2 separate regions of the Salmo salar genome follow, and region 2 is linked to region 1. Evidence: chromatin contacts called from public Hi-C data. All regions are on one chromosome and are shown on one strand. The core of a region is the stretch at or near the end of the contact, and the rest is flanking DNA. Distances in the headings are between cores, read along the strand shown.

Evidence for each region. A called contact is a pair of places that touch in the nucleus more often than the background predicts.
Region 2: a contact with region 1 is called in a Hi-C map of blood, with 14 times the contacts expected there. The contact joins the enhancer-like site here to the promoter of LOC100380757 in region 1. A contact is called at or near these places in 3 of 3 Hi-C or Micro-C datasets (blood, gill and muscle).

What each region holds. Positions count from the first base shown.
Region 1 is chrssa07:43,346,610-43,350,492 of Ssal_v3.1, forward strand. It overlaps LOC100380757 (6-phosphofructo-2-kinase/fructose-2,6-bisphosphatase 3), which reads left to right and starts at 2,175. Exons shown (of 13, transcript XM_014207886.2): 1 at 2,175-2,528. The coding sequence starts at 2,456. It overlaps LOC106609273 (splicing factor 45), which reads left to right. Exons shown (of 13, transcript XM_014207890.2): 13 at 51-454. The coding sequence ends at 154.
Region 2 is chrssa07:43,381,503-43,385,362 of Ssal_v3.1, forward strand. LOC106609272 (protein kinase C, theta) reads right to left here. Exons shown (of 18, transcript XM_045722025.1): 18 at 3,427-3,860. Among protein-coding and RNA genes, the nearest start is that of LOC106609272, 18 kb to the right of the region's middle. Within about 2 kb of position 2,284, at least 3 of the 13 cell types and tissues checked have an H3K27ac peak or open chromatin away from gene starts, as enhancers often do.

The sequences.
Region 1 (3,883 bases), core at 925-3,424:
AAAGTCAAGTCAGCAGTGTTAATAAATAATGTTTGTTTCCTGTCTTCTAGCTGTGGTGGATCTGAACGGGAGGTTCTTTGGTGGTCGGGTGGTCAAAGCCTGCTTCTATAACCAGGATAAATTCAGAGTGTTGGACCTGGGAGAGCAGATGTGAGACGGTCCATCCCACCTGAACCGTTATGACCCGCCTCATCCATACTCACAGGGACAGAAGAAGTGCTCTGACACACACTGGCAATCACCAGTAGCTCTTTCTGTTTCTAAGTAGCCCAAACATTTATACTCTCAACAGCAGCACAATGTGTCTGTATTTTGAAGAGTTTCACTTGTAGTTTCTGTTTTGCCAGCAGAAAAATCATGTATGTGAGATAATGAACTACTGTCTTGGTTTCTGTGTCCTAGTATGAACCTGTACAATTGAAACCAGGAAATAAATGTTCCTTTTTGTTTAAAATCTTTTGTTTTAATCTCTCACTCTTCTAGGGCAGAGCGTAGTCTAGGAAGCCCAGTTTTTTTTCTGTCTGACATAAGAGGCTCTCAGAGGACCAGACCCTCAGCTTTCCATCTTTACATAGCCCGGCACGGTGAGGGGGTACTGGGGCAGTTATGAAAGAAACACAGCCCTCCCTCCTCTAGCCTCATTCAGATCTTATGTAAAACAGACAGCGGTCATAGGAGAGTTAGAGGACTGTCATAATGACTGATCTCTGTGGAGGATTAAATCAGAACAAATTAATTCCGATCGGGTAGTACACAGAAATGAGCTAATTCATAGAAAGGGAATTAAATTGACATTGACTCTCTACTCTCAGATTTTAGGACTAACCTCAAATGAAGGTTAGATACAAAGAAACTAGTGGAGGCTGCTGAGGGAGAACGGCTCATAATGGCTGGAACCGAGTGAATGGAATGGCATCAAACACCCGGAAACCATGTCTTTATCATTCTAACCATCCGTTCCAGCCATTACCACAAACCTGTTCTCCTCAATTAAAGTGTCACCAACCTCCTGTGCTAGAAAAACAAATATGTTTGGGTAAATCAACATTGAGATTACGTGTGTGTGTGGGGGGGGTTTATGAGGGTAAGGTTTTCAGGTTGGGCATGCAGAGGGTGGAAGGAGAGCATGCTTGGCTCTTGCAGGGGGAGTGACAGTGCTCTTTATCTAACCTAAATACCACTGGTGGAGTTGAGCCGGGTCTAGGAGGGTAGAGAGTATGTGTATTAGGGAAGGGGGGGGGGGTCTCCCCTGGCACCCAGACTGGGCCACAGTCTTGTCAAGGGGGGGTCTGGGTCAGGCTCTGACCTGGCCTGGTTCAGGAGAGAAACAGAGGGGTGAAGAAGTAGACTAGGCAATGAAGAGGTGTGTGTGGAGAGGTCGACGGGTCCACATACAAACACATGCACTTTTTTGTATCTTCCCCACTCTGAAATATACACCTTGCACTTCAAACAAGAAGAACTTAGAAATAATCAGATCCAAATGGCACAATACTATTATTCTCTCTATTCACTGGACAAATCCTTTCACTGGTATCTTAAGTTTATTGATGATACAAACTTGAATGGTCCTACATGACTGCAGGCTGTAGCCATGCTCAGGGCAAGTCTACGTGCCACTATGGCAGTCACATAGCCTATCATCTCTGTTACCCAGTAGTAAAATTCTTGCCAAAGTGTGTCACTTTCTGTTTTATGCAGTCTGTCCAAAAGAGATTAAAGAGCCTATTGAGAGTGGAGCCCGTTATTTTGAAACCCAGCACTTCTCTACTTTGTATTTTCCTTCACCATATCCTGTGTTGCTGGAATGAAAAATATTTCACTTGATAATTTAGGGTGATATAGTTGTTGCCAAATTGTTCTATTGATTTGCATCAAACAAATATTAATCTGCACCAGAAAGTGTCCGTATAAGACATTGGCATGACACTACATAATATTTGGAGACCGCAAATGCTGTAAAAACCTCTCTATGGGTCATATTTGTTCCTGTCTGAAGGTTTACTGGGGTGCAATTCTGCACGCGCACCGACGGGATACTCCCATTTGCCATTATAGTGGATTACCGTCATCAGCCACAAGGGAGCGCAGCATCACCATCCCCGAGAGCGCGAGCCCCGGTGGATGTCATCGATGTCAAGTTGTTTCCTGCTGGGACAGTTTAAATAAAGGAACTGGGACACAGCGGGGTAGATTAATACACCGGCACAGGCTGACGTTATTAGAATAGAACACTGCAGCTCTTAACGACTGCTTAGCTCGCCAATATATTTGATTACAGATTACTTGTCTGGTAGAGAGAACGACAGCCGATCCAAAACATTTTTGAATTGTATCCTACTGTTTTTATTTAATTCGTGCTGATCTGAAAGCACGTAACGGTGGTATTTTGGGGGGACCGATATTAGTGGGAAACCTAGGTTTCTTTCGTGTTTTATTTCACTACCCTCTAGGAATGCTTACTCAGAACAGGATACAAAAGATCTGGATTCCTTCAAAGGATGACAAACCGGCAGTCCCCCGGCGATGTAAGTAGTTGCCTAACCCGCGGCTGGTATCAGCACCCATCTGATTCATTCAGGTTTCATTTAGAAAAAGTCCATAGGATACATGTATTACATGGCATTATCTTTGATAATTATGCTATTGATTTATTCACAATAATCAGATAAATAATCATCTCATTGAGCCTATACTAATATCTACAATGTAGCAGCTGGATGGAATATTAGGCTACATTAGCGGTCACCATAAATCATGGAACGTTGTTGCAAAAGGTAGTGTATTGAACTTTAAGTTCGAGGGTGCATACAATGTGTTGAAATAAGAAAATAAATGTGATTGCATGTTTTGATGTTTTACTCGCATGGCTTTATTTTCAATTGGCGTGGCATACAGCAGGTAGCCTACTTTTTGAAACCATTCAACAGAATAATTTTAAAACAGCTTAGTTTTCAAATGAACCTACCGACTTAAAAAAAAAAGTACACTTTGTGTGTAATTACTGTAATTATGCTAAAAGCATATGCCCTATTAGCCTAGCCTATCCAAGCTGGCCATTGGCACGCAGTCAGGTCAGGATTCACAAGTAGCTATAGAGGGTAATGGTTGATAGTGCTCACTATAGCAACCAAGCCCCCATCCGGTCCCTAGTTTCCACGAGTTACCACAGCCACAAAGTTAGAAAAAATAATAACTCTTTGATCTTAATTTAAGGTTAGGGCTAGGCATAAGGTTAGCAGTGTGGTTAGTTTAAGGGTTATGTTCAAAATGACATTTTAATAAGAGAAATTGTAGAAATAGGCGGCCTGTATGACTTTGTGGCTATGGTCTGCTCGTGACAACCAGGAACCGTTGTGTGGGTGGGAGAGACGGGGGGACTCCTCATGCAGACGCGTCGGGATTGGACGAACTATCGCGCGTGTCCGCATGGCGCGAGCTGGAAAATGGCTGACAAATGGCAGAAATAGGCGGGGTTTATGAATTTGTGGCTGTGGTAACTAGTGACGGCAGTTTGTAAAGAGCCGACTGATCAATATCAACTGCCTCAATTGGCACTGCTTAATTCACTGACGTCAGTGTGTTTGTCCTGATGTGTGTCATACAGAGGTGAATTAGTTTATGCCGCGTTCATAACGACGGTGAACTCGCAACTCAGAAATCTCCGACTTCGGAAAAAAACGAGGTCAGACTTGGAAAATCGTTTTGAACGGTCATCAAACTCGGAATGCAAATCGGAAACTGGAACATGCCTGGGTCGCTCCTCTTTTCATTTCGCTGCAGCTAGCGACTGGAACGAGCTGCAACAAACACTAAAACTGGACAGTTTTATCTCATTCTCTTAATTCAAAGACTCAATCATGGACACTCTTACTGACAGTCT
Region 2 (3,860 bases), core at 1,034-3,533, 35 kb after region 1:
TCTCAGACATGGATGGACGTTGAATACTGACTTGTATCACAGGTGACCTGGCTGGTTGTATTAGGTGCATGTGACAAATACAATTTCATTTGATTGATTTGATGTGATTTGATTTGACGCCAGTGTTTTTGCGTGTGCGCGTTGATGTGTGTGTTTGAGGTCTTGCCGAATTCCTGACTGTTCCCTCAGGGTTGTTTGCAGTGCTGTTTCACCATGTTCCCACGAGGCTGTGTTAGCTAGAGTAGAGGGGATTTAGACAATACTGATGTCCTGAAGTTTCATCACATTCTCAAACAGCCTGATTACTACCGTATGGACTGAAGTTACATCATCCCAGAATATCAGGTCCTCTGCCTGTACGTGTGTGTGTGTGTGTGTGAGATCAAACATGTTTGAAAACTCATCTCATGACAGTGTAGTGAAATGTTAGGACATCTGTCTGTCTGTCTGTCTCTCGTTCAGCCCTTGGGGTCTGTGTTCGTGCCACCTCTCGCTTCTGTCATTTTATCTTGACTCTAAATGTCTCCCCCACCAAGTAACCCTGACTCATGTAACTCCTAACAACACAATACCTCTTCCTCAGTTCCTGTCATGCTAACTAGCTAAGCATTAATCCCATCTGTGTGAGCGTAAGAGAAGGCCTATGGAGATGTCATGACTGCCCTATACCTGCCCTAACCCATTAGCTCCCCTACTGCTCCAGGAAGCTGTCCTTGATCACTGACACAACTCCTTAGGTTGACAGGAACTAACACACACCAGAGTTAACTGGTGACGGTAGGGGTGCGTTTCAGAACACCTGTGTCACACGTGGTAAAAAAAAAAAAAAAAAAAAAGGAAAGTTAGGTAACAGTAAAGCGCCTTACATTCTGGGAGGTCAACAGGTCATAGAGGTCACGTTCGTTGGAATGAATGTCAGACCAAGGTGCAGCGAATGTTGAGTTCCACATTATTTATTAGGAAGTGAAACTAAGGAAAGACAAAATAAAATAAACTAACAATGAACCCTGACAACAGCGAATGCTACGTGCACTAACTCAAATCAATATCCCATAACCCACAGGTGGCAAAAATGCTACTTAAGTATGATCCCCAATTAGAGACAACGATAGCCAGCTGCCTCTAATTGGGAATCATACCAAACACCCAAACACAGAAAACTAAACTAGAACCCCACATAGAAAATAATAACTAGAAAAAAACCCTGTCACGCCCTGACCTACTCTACCATAGAAAATAAGAGCTCTCTATGGTCAGGACGTGACAGTAGAGAGCAGAGCACAATCATTGTTTACAACATGAACACACACACACTCAAGGAGCTTCAATGGTAAACCAGGTGAATCCAGTTTTAAATGGCTCAATGTTTAGCACGTGTGTGCACATATTCCTGCGTGTGTGTGTGTGTGTGTGTGTGTGTGTGTGTGTGTGTGGTTGGGGTGTGTATGTTGAATTATTAACTTCCATTAGCTGTAAACGTTCAGTCAGCAGACCTGTCTGTGTTTACTGTAAGTCACACATTCAGTCAGATAGGCACGATCCACTACTAATTAACACATGTATCTTCTGTAACACAGTCTGATTCACTGCCGATATAGACATTCCCTGCTTTATATCGGCCATGACCATCTCATGTAGGTCAGATTATATTGCCACAACGACGCTGTTGTATGTGACTATCTATTCTGTTGGCATAACACAGGTGCACATGAGGTTAACTTAGATAAGATAAGAGACTGTCACTCAGACAGACGGACGGACAGACTGTCAGACAGACAGTGTCACCTGTCTAGAGGTGAGAGTCCACCTGTACGTGTCAAATCAAATCGTATTGGTCACATAGACATGGTTAGCAGATGTTAATGCGAGTGTAGCGAAACGCTTATATGTGTGTGTGTGTGTGTGTGTGTGTGTGTGTGTGTGTGTGTGTGTGTGTGTGTGTGTGTGTGTGTGTGTGTGTGTGTGTGTGTGTGTGTGTGTGCGCAGATGTATAGAGATGAACATTGACCTGTGTAGTGATGAGACAGTAAACGTTCTGTCTGACTGGCAGTCACATTATAGATATAGGACACTCAATCCATTCCGCCTTCAAAATAATACATAATTCATAATGCCGTCCACTTCCATAACTCCATATTTATAGATTACATACATGACGTCAGACAGTGAAAGCGTGTAGTCCTGTCCACTGATAACATCAAACATTCAAAACATTCCAGCTATGAGTCACTCTTACTGAGTCACAGCATCCATAATGTGAGCTCAGCTAGCCACATGACTTGTGGGTTTCCTGTGAGGAAATGAGGGGATATGTGGTAGTACACTGCCCTCCTATGGTCACTGGGTGTAAATGCATCTGTGTTGATATAATTATCAGGGAACGAAGTCAAATGGTCTCCTAGATCTAGCCCACACCTCTCCTCGAGTAGCCCCAGCCAGTCCACTTCATTCATGTATTCCAGAACAAGCCCAGCTGATTCAAATGGTCACCTAATCATCGAACCCCTCATTAGTTAAATCAGCTGTGTTCGTTCTGGGATTCATCAAATACGTGGACAGGCTCTGGGTACCCCAGGAGAGGTTTGCGAAACACCGCACCAGAAGATACAGACAGTTTGATCACCTTTATAAAAACAGTATCTTATCAAACTATTTCAAAGGGCAGACCTTTCTAAACATTTCAGATCGACATTTATAGTCCAGCTTCTGTTCAGCACTCTGTACATTGGAGCTCTACATTAAAATGCTTGCCATCCCCATCTCGACCCTTGTTGGTGTGACATGGCTGTCAAGTGGCGACTGTACCTTGGCCAGTGGCAGGAAATAGTTTGCTGCTGTGTCTAAGTGGATTATGGGTCAGTGACGGATCGCTCGCTCTCAGATTAGTCTGTCTGTCCCAGGGTACCACAGCGCTGGGGAGAGGGATGGTGGGGCGGCAGGGTGAGGCAGAGAGAGATTTGTCGGAATGAGGAACAAACATGAGGGAGGGAGGGAGGGAGGGAGGGAAGATAGAGTCATATATGCATAGACAGTAGGCTACAGGTGGGTGAGTGAGTGAATGAATGAGTCAGTCTACCACAATGCTGCCCTCCACTGGAGAGAAAGGGCACTGCTATTGATCTGTCCTGTGAATGCACAGAACTGTCGTGGTACTGTATCTAATCACAGATTAATCATAAATGACCTTTATCGCTAGTGAGATAATAGTACATCATATCACAGTGTAACACCAGGATCCCTGTTGCAGATAGAAAGAGCAACTTTGACCTGTTTGTCAGTCTCTGAGAGGGTAAGGCACAGGAAGGAAAGAGTGGGAGAGAGAGAGGCAGGAAGATAGCGGTTTTAGTATTTCAACTAAATTCTCATTCTCCTCGATCTCTGTGACACAAACTCATGCTTGAATGCAAGTACGTAATGGGACATGTATTTACAAAAATCCTATTTTAATGTACAGGATAAAAAACAAATAATTACTGCTGAATCTAGGCATCTATAATAATTTAGTCACAGCGATCACATGCCTCTGAAGTGCAATTATAAAACACAGAATCATGTAAACATAAACCATGAATTTATCCATGTACATTGAAACCAACCACTCCACCTTCCGATACTGTGACAATCTACCTGGATCTGAGCAATACCAATGGAAAACACATTTTAATATACTAGGCTAACTGCCTAACCGTGGCTCTTTTTAATAAAACTACAGATACACTCAGAATTAAATAGAAAATGTCTCAGTAAATGGTTAAAGTGGATTGAACAGACACTTATGTGCAGGGATAAAACAGACACTATTGAATAACAGGTTATGAGTACAATACAACATTCTCAGTATTCCACACAATCTGGGCAAT